Regions from separate parts of the Mus musculus genome. Here region 2 is linked to region 1. Evidence: chromatin contacts called from public capture Hi-C data. All regions are on one chromosome and are shown on one strand. The core of a region is the stretch at or near the end of the contact, and the rest is flanking DNA. Distances in the headings are between cores, read along the strand shown. Region 1 overlaps Ube2q2 (ubiquitin-conjugating enzyme E2Q family member 2). Region 2 overlaps Nrg4 (neuregulin 4).

Evidence for each region. Capture Hi-C pulls out chosen DNA fragments and counts their contacts.
Region 2: a capture Hi-C map of bone marrow-derived macrophages shows a contact between it and region 1, with 3 times the contacts expected there. The contact joins two enhancer-like sites. A contact is called at or near these places in 2 of 15 datasets of contacts at CTCF or cohesin (large pre-B cells and pro-B cells), 20 of 484 Hi-C or Micro-C datasets (embryonic stem cells, nephron progenitors and peritoneal macrophages), 7 of 115 datasets of contacts at active chromatin or transcription factors (the 230-238 cell line, bone marrow-derived macrophages, embryonic stem cells and 2 more) and 3 of 9 other capture datasets (adipose tissue, bone marrow-derived macrophages and liver).

The regions. Positions count from the first base shown.
Region 1 is chr9:55,168,995-55,173,464 of GRCm38.p6, forward strand. The region is part of intron 3 of Ube2q2 (ubiquitin-conjugating enzyme E2Q family member 2); the gene reads left to right. Among named protein-coding and RNA genes, the nearest start is that of Ube2q2, 22 kb to the left of the region's middle. Within about 2 kb of position 1,982, at least 41 of the 459 cell types and tissues checked have an H3K27ac peak or open chromatin away from gene starts, as enhancers often do. A contact at or near this core is called in adipose tissue and bone marrow-derived macrophages, where this site is marked.
Region 2 is chr9:55,253,684-55,258,118 of GRCm38.p6, forward strand. All of the region lies in intron 3 of Nrg4 (neuregulin 4), which reads right to left. Among named protein-coding and RNA genes, the nearest start is that of Nrg4, 28 kb to the right of the region's middle. Within about 2 kb of position 2,173, at least 40 of the 459 cell types and tissues checked have an H3K27ac peak or open chromatin away from gene starts, as enhancers often do. A contact at or near this core is called in adipose tissue and bone marrow-derived macrophages, where this site is marked.

The DNA of each region.
Region 1 (4,470 bases), core at 732-3,231:
TTAGTCTTTGTGAGTTCTCGGATGGCCTGTACAGTTGTCACCTTGAGATTTTTCTTTTCTGCTATCCTAGAGCGAATCTATTGATTCCTGGATCTCATGTCATCTCTATTGGCTTTCTTTTTTCTTGTTCGTCTCTATTTATTACACTGTCGGATAAAGGCCGAAGCATGAAGGAATGGCATATTTCCTGAGTTAGCTTTTGAAAAACCTGGTTCAGAGTTGGTGTTAGAACAAGCCCGCCCACACTGGTTCCAAAATGTGGTTCTTGTTGCCATCTTCCTAGTCTTTGACCACTTCTCACTTGTACAGAGTAGTCGGTCGGAGTGGTTTGTCAGCACTGCAGGTATTCTAAAAGCAGTGCGCAGTGCTGTACATGGGAGTTGTGTGGCCTCAGTATCAGCTGCTGTTGTGTTCTCTTTCACTCAGTGTTTGAGTGAATAATAAATCTAGGCTGAAATTTTTGCCTAAGAATTTCAAATAACTATGCTGTTGTCTTCTAGCCAGTGGCGTAGCTGAAGCTGATGCCACCCGGAATCTTATGTATGATTTTTCTTTGGAAGCTTCAGGGAATTTGTGCTTTCTTTGGTGTAATGCACTGCAGCAGTGTCCTTAACTCAGGATCTTTTCTCTTTCATTGCGCTGGACGTTGAGTAAGGCTGTGTCCCTTTCCAAATTTGAGTCTTGAGTTTTGGTACATATTTTTGTGTGTTAACTTTGCTTGTCTATTTTGTTTGTTTTGGAGTTTATTAACTGGACTTTTCAATTTTGTTTTTACGTTTTGGAGACATGGTCTTGTACACTTTAGGCGCAGATTTCAAAAACCATATGTAGCTGAGGCTGATGGTTGTCTTTATCCTGAATGCTAGAATTACAGGCTGTATCGTCAATGCTGGGCTGCTTTTAGATTTTTAGACCTCTTGGTTTGAGTCTTTACATCTATTGTATTATATTCTTTTTCTTAATTTTATTTTATTTTTATTTGTATATGCGTGTGTGTGTGTTGGTATGAACGTTGGTGGCACTTTTATGGAGGTCAGAGAACAACTTGCAGGAATTGGTTCTCTCCACCATCTGAGTCCCAGGATCAAACCCAGGTGGTCAGGCTTGGCTACAGGCACCTTTATCCACTGAACCAACTTACCTTTTCTCTCTTTCTTTTAAAATTTTGCTGTACTGTCAACTTTTTTCTATTTCACACGGACAATAATAAGTTTTAAGGTTTTAAAAAATATGTGTATGAGTGTTTTGCCTACATGTATGTGCACCACATGCAACAGTAGAGAATCTTGGTAGTCCCTGGAAGTAGATGTTGTTAGCTGCCATTAGGTGCTAACAATCAAACAGTAGGCTTCTACAAGAGCAGCAAGTGCTCTTAACCACTGAGCCATCTCTTTAGCCCTGAAGTTTTGTTTTTATTGTATATGTTTACCCTATTTTCTCAGAACTTAATGGCTTAGAGCTGGATGTGGTGGCACACGGGAGGCTGAGGCCAGCCTGTCCTACAAATGAAGACTCAGTCTCAGAACCCCCAAACAGGCTGGGGATGGATGGTAGTACTCACCTTTAATCCTGGCACTTGAGAAGTAGAAACAGACGCATCTCTTGAATTTGGAGCCAGTCAAAGCTGTACTGTGAGACCCTGTCTCAAAAGATTAAAACAAAAAAATCTTAATGCCTTAAAATAGTAATTGTTGCGATTGGATGGATTAGTTAGGCTTAGCTGAGTATCTATTGGTTTCATTTGGTGACTGTTGTGTGCAGTCAGGTGCACACTCGCGATAGTATGGCTGTGGACAACTAGTGTGATCTTTATCTCGAACAGCTCTCAAGTGTTCACACATGGCTTCCTTTTTCCCCCACTCTTCATGTATCTGGCATCTTTAGTGTTTCTTTGCCTGGCATTTTTTCTGTACATGACATCATCCTGAAGGGCCTCTTCATAAGGCTTCTGTTTCCTCAGAATTTCAGTCAGAACTCTTCAAGGATACAAGAGGGGAAGTTGCTGGGCATTTTTTTTTTTCCAGGACAGGGTTGCTCTGAGTAGTAGCCCTTGCTGTTTGGCAACTCACTCTGTAGATCAGGCTGGCCTTGAACTCCTTTATCTACCAATGCCCAGCTTAAGTTGCTGGGCATTCTTAAGGCTTAAACCTGGAGCACGCCAGTGAGGGGTTTGTGAGCTGAATCATTCTCCAAGCCAGCGCAGGTTCACTGTGGGCTGTGAGTCCTAGGCTTTAAGCCTGGTGGTGTGATTCATCTGGAGGAGGGAGTCATGTCCAGTCTCGGAATGTGAGCCTGAGCTTAAGAGCTCTCTGATTGTCCCTTCTTCCTAGCATTCTGTACAGGTCATATAGATGTGGTAGAATCATAAACCAGCTTATTGTGGCACTTTGGCCTGTTTAGCATCTGTATTTTTTTATTTGCTATATATTTTCTCAGTTTCATCTTGTCTTGTATATATTGTAAAGCCTGTTCTCAAGTATTTTTGTGTCCTATCTTTACTCATTTGTATTTTGATGTTTTTTAAACATACCTTTCTTCATTTGTGCCAAATAAATGATGTGGAGTTCCTTGTAGCCAACACTTGTCACCTGATAGCTTTAGGGGGAGTTTATGTTGATTCCCAACCACTCTTCCCCCTACTTTTCCACTTGTTAGTACAGGGTAAAAGATGGCTCCAGTTTCTCTGCAGATGACATTTTGTCTGACAGATAATCTCCTGGGTTCTACTTAAGGAGGTGGGGAATGCAGAGCATTTGAGGGCTGTGTGGTGTGTGTTGCAGGCAGGCTTTTGGTTAGTCTGTAGGTTTCCATCCTGCCTGCTGCTCCTGTTGCAGTGTATTTGGTGTCTTGAGTCTGGAGCCTCTGAATTGAGGGTGCTTTTTGCAGATCTCTCCTTGGTCACTGCTGTCTCCTGACCTGTACTTGCACTTGTGAGCTTCACTGATCACAGCTCCTATTTACAGTCATCTAATGGAAATGGTGTTTTATTGCTCCTCATAAGTCCCTTTTGCTTTTCAAATTTTTGTATTTATAAAATGTTTATTCTTTTGTAATTTAGTGGAGCCTAAAGAAAGATGAGAAAAATGTTTAATTTTTCTAACTGTTCAGGTTTTATTTTCTAGAGGGTCCATGGTTTTGTTTTTTACTTACAATATATCCTGAACTTGAAGTCTGTCTTGTTTTTCCTGGGTGTAGATTGGACAACAGTGTAGATATCCAAGTTAATTTGTGAATTATGTAAGAAAAATGGCCTGATTTTGAATCATCCTTTGTGTTTTGGTAATTAATATTGTTAGGATAGATGTGGTAATTTTTTGTTTTCACTTAGAGTCTAAGGTTGTTGAATGGTTTTGTTTCTTTTTTAGGCTCTTGTTTCACTTCTGCATCAAGGTTCTGACTTAGGAAGCTTTGCTGTCTCTCCAGCCCTCACAATGTTTCTCTCTGCCCTGGAATTTATCCAGTAGGCTAGGCTGGCTGTCCAACAAGCCCCAGGGATCTGCCATATCTGACTTGTACATGGGTACTAAGGATCTGAATTCAGGTCCCATGTTTACTGCCTGAGCCCCTCCTTTAGATCTTCATAGCTAGCCATCTGTCCTTACTTTCCTCTGACTTTATCCTTCATGCGTGCTTACTTCTGTATAGTTTAGTGTTGCCTGTATTGAGCTTTAAGAGTCACACTATATATATTGGCATGTTTTCTTTGCAGTTCCTTTTTTATTGCTATGTTCATTTCGTTGTTCAAAAAGATGAGAATGCCCATTTTCCACTTGAGTGTTGATAGATAATGGTAGGCTGTTTCTAGTTTTTTGATCTTTTTGTTTGGTTTGTATTTCTGTTAAGAGTCCTACTGTGGATTTTCTTGTTTGTATTTCTGGATACTCTTGTGCAGTCATTTCTCTGGGGTACATACTTAGGGGGTTGCTTTGCTAGGATTATCTCTCTCTCTCTCTCAGACCTAAGAGTTATCTAGACAGAACGGTACAATACTTTTCAGGTGACTTTGGGTTACTCTTGTTTTTGTCAGTACATGTGACCTTGCAAGTGATGGACTGACCCGCTGCTGTCAGTGCTGTTACTGCTACTCCCTGGGGGATCCCTCCAGAGTGTACTCTCGTCTTGATTTCCTAGAAAGGTTTGGTTTATGGAGATAGGTATGGTATGCATGGAGAGTGTTGTATACTTGGTGTCTGTTTTTAGCATGGAAAGTGTGTTGGTGCGGAGAACCCACATATACAAGTGTGTACACGTACAGAGCTTCTGACTGAATGGTGCCAGTTCCAGAGTTCTAAGTTCCTTAGTGGGTGTTACATTTAGTGTTAATAGATACAACTCCAGTGGCTGTGTGATTCCTCTTTCTGTGTATTTCATTTTCCTGTCTGATTTTTCTCTGTAACTGTGGTCTCTGTTTTGTTTCTCAGTATTTCTTTGGGGGTAGCCAGAAACACTTACTATCCTAAACTCCTCGCA
Region 2 (4,435 bases), core at 923-3,422, 85 kb after region 1:
AAAAAAAGTAGTTTTGCTTGAAAGTAGCAGTTCTCAGCTTTTTTCTTTTCACCTCAAAGCCAAAGGTGATGACCTTACATGGGTCAAAACTGCTATACTGGAAACAGAAACACAATGAAGAATATTGATTCATTTGAAATACAAATGATGGATACACATACATACAAATAACAGCTCAGCATTATTGACTAAGAGACTGTTGCCAGGGGTTAACTAAGGTGTTTGAATATGAAAAGATCTGTTTTGGAAATTTTGGAATTTCATTTTCTTATCATGTAAAGTGTGTTCTTGGTTCTCGGTTCCTCCCTGGCTGGGTTTACAGAGCAGATGAAATTCTGTTCTTTCCTGGACCAGACCAGAAAGCAGTGACTCAGCATCTGCCCAGGATGTGTTTCTGTGCCTGATGCTGAAGTTTGCATCCTGGATTACTTATGGGAAGAAAAATATTAACTCAAAAAGAAAGAGGAAGAGGAGGGAGGGAGAGGCAGGGACCAAGGTTCTGTATAGCTATTCTTTCTACTTTTATTTTAAATGTTGTTGTTCCTCTGAGGAGAGAGACAGCCAGGAACCCTCTCTCAACCACCGTGATGCTATAACCAAATGGCCCAACCTCTTCAATAAGGTTTTAATTTTACTTTCCCAAAACTGAATCTTGAACACAGAAAAAAAACCCCTCAAAATATCATTTATACCCCAAAAAGATACTTCAAAGTCACTGTCATTTCATTAGAGAAATAAAGACAGTAGTTAGAATAGGAACTGCTGTCATTTACATTAGAGAATAAAGACAGTAGTTAGAATAGAACTCATCACATTAAAATCTCTGGATGCTTCTGGAGGTTTCTCAACATATTTGATTCCATATGTTTGTATGTTTGCTTGTTTGCTTTAATATGGGATCATGCCTTTCTTGAACAGTTGGGCTAGTGTGATCCTCCTGAGTTGCTATGGTCACTAGCATATACCATCATGCCCAGTCACCATAAAAGATTTTAAAATACAGATCAAAACCCATTTGAAAAAGTTATTCAATATATGCCGGTAGAGGATTTTGTCCTTTTCCATTGTGATATTAATGACCACAGGAGGAAATTAACTATAGCCATTATTTGCTATATAAAAGACTCATGTTTCCTTGTTGTGCACGGTGTGTGTGTTTGTGTGCATGTGTTCATGTGTGTAGGCATGTGTGCAAGTGTATACACAGGACAGAGGGCGATTTGACGTGCTTTTCTTGATCATATTTTCTGAACCTGGAGGAGGTCACCAATTAGACTAGAGAGACCGAGCAGAGTGCTCCCAGGGTCCTCCTCTCTCTGCCTCCAAGCTAGGAGTACAAACACCTGGCTTTTCAGCTGGCACTGAGCATTAGACACACAGCAAAGTGCACCACACACATTCTATACTCAGAGACATCTCCAACACAGTTTCTGTTTTAATTTGATGTTTGGCAAAGTCTCTGAGTTGCATAGGAAATAAATGACAAGTATGGCTTAATTCTTCAAAGAATAGATTCTTGGGAACAAGATTCTAAGATAATGGATATTAATAGAATGTTCACTCATAACCAAAGGCCTGAGTCAGGATTTCCCGTCATCCATTGCGCTTCAGAGGACAACACAGGAAAGCAGATTGGTAACCCCAAATCGTGACGAGCACGGAAATGTATGAACTATGGAGGGACAATTGTTACAGGTGCTTGCTTAGATTACTATTCATATTTTATGCTATGTTCTTTTTATATTTAAAAAAATCTTCTCTTCAGAAGATATTTATATACTACAAAAATTCAGTAAACATTGCTTTCATAAACTGAAACTAAAATTTGAATTATCTGATTTTTGTTGATTTGAATTATCTAGTGTCTATCCATTCTTACAGAACTATGCTGTTTTTACTTGTGGGTCCTACATCTAACCAAGCCTACTCAGGACAAATGGCTTGGTCCCTGGCTTACGGTCCCTGAAGAATGTCCTTGGCTACCAGGCCAAGCACCTCAGGAAACTGGATGGTTCCAAGTCAAGAGGAACTGGCTTAAACGTCCATACTACCCATGAAATCTGGGGGATAGTTTCTTAGGCGTGGTTTCCTGTCCTCTTGACAGCCAAGAGGCCTGGGGACCTTCATTCCAAGACTCTTAGGAAATGTCTCAGAGCAAAGTGAGTGTTGTAACTTTCATAGACTCATTGCTAAATGGCTAAGACTTGTAAGAACAAACTCATGGTGGTATCAACACACTTCCTCACTCACGTAAGCCTACACCAGCACTTCTTTGACCAGGAATAACTGAGAAGCCCAGCATAGGCTGTAAACCCTAGCTACTCAACAGGCGTGAGCAAGACTGCAAGTTCAAGGCTAGCCTGACCGGGGCAAATTGTTGAAAACTTGTCTCAAAATAAAAATATTTTTTAAATTTAAAAACATTTTTTAAAAATCACAAACAAAAAGCCTGGGCTGGAGAGACAGCTCTGCAGTGAAGTGCACTGGCAGCTCTTGCAGAGGACCCAGGTTCAGTTCCCAGCATCCATGTGGTGGTGACTCACAACCATCTGTAACTCCAGTCTCAGGGGACATGTCATGCACGTGGTGTGCATACATTCTTATAGACAAAACACTCACATAAAGCTAAAGAAAAAAATCTAAAAATAAATATTTAAAAAAGCCTTTTTAAACATGCAAAAATTAAACATTAGAAACCACCCAAATTACCTAATCTACTGGTTCTCAGCCTTCCTAATGTCGTCGTAGTCCTTCACACTTTTTGATGTCATAATGTTATTTTTGTTGCTACTTCATAACTATAATTTTCTACTGCTTTTAATTGTGATGTAAGTCTCTGTGTTTGATGATGGTCTTAGGCCCCTGTGAAAGGGTCATTTGACCCCAAAGGGGCCATGACCATGTTGAGAACTGCTTATCTATCAGTGAATGGGGTGATGAACAGAATAGATAATTCTCAAAAGAAGATGCAAATCAACCAATGAGAACTCACCAAGTGTTCAACATCCATAACCATCAGGGAAAAGCAAATTAAAGCTGCTTTGAGACCCACTCCATCTTGATCAGAATGGCTACCACCAGACATCAAGGAAACAAACGATGACAAAGGCCAAAGAGGACGTGGAGAGGAAGAAGTTCACTGATGGCTAAATCGTGACCTTGTGAAGCCATCACAGGAATCAGCAGTAGGGTCCTCAAGAAACTAACCACTGAGCTACTGTGCTCTCAGACACACCACTTCTGGACACATGCCTGAAGACACTGATACACATGTATCCATTCCATTGCTATTCACAGTAGCATGGCAATGAAATCAGCCTAGCTGTCCATACACAGACAAACAAACAAACATAGGATTTATACACAATAGATATCCTGACATTTGCAGGAAAGTGAATGGAACTGGAAACTATTATATTACACAAAACTCCCCACATCCAGAAAGGTAAATATCACAACTGGTCTCTTATTTGTATGTGTGTATCTATTAGCATACATTTGTTTGTTCTAGTGTGTGGATGTGTGTGTGTGTGTGTGTGTGTGTGTTAGTGTGTGTGCTCATGTGCATGCTCCCATGGGGAAATGATCCTGAGAGAAGAGAATTTATGTAACAAGAAAGCAGAAGTGGGGATAACTGGAAGAAAAAGAGAGCCAGCTGGAGGGGTCTAGGGAGCACGGGACACAGCAGTGCAGGGAGGAGCAACTGAGGACAAAGCATGACACACATGTGTGAGGAGTGAGAATAGAACACAATTCTGCATGCCAATCTAGAAAATTAGTAATTTTAAAACATTGAGCTGGACATGGTGGCACACGCCTTTAATCCCAGCACTCGGGAGGCAGAGGCAGGTGGATTTCTGAGTTCTAGGCCAGCTTGGTCTACAGAGTGAGTTCCAAGACAGCCAGGGCAAACAGAGAGACCCTGTTTCAAAAAACAAAACAAAACAAAACAAAACAAAAACCTAGTAAGATAGTCAGCTGATAAAGACACAGCTAAACCTGACAACCTAGTTAGTTCCAGGAACCCATATAGGAAAAGGAGACAACTGACTCTTACCTGTTGGCTCTACATGTGTGCCATGACATGTGTGTGCAGGTACACATGTGCACGCACACACACACACACACACACACACACACACAAGTGTAATTAAAGGGGATATATCACATGGTTGTTGTGATACATATAAACAAGTCCTAGTTCATATCTCCAGCACTGAGAAAAATGAGTGACTTTTGAGGTTACTAAAATCATGAACAAGATATTTATAAAAATTATGAAAGAATTTGGGATGTGTAAAAACTTAAAAAAAAATTGCTGGGATCCAGGCACGTGTCACCTATAGTCCTGGCATTTGGGAGACCTGGGGAGAAGCACCAAGGGAGTTCAAACCCAGCCTGAGTTACTGGAACCTGTGACTCACAGGAAGTACCA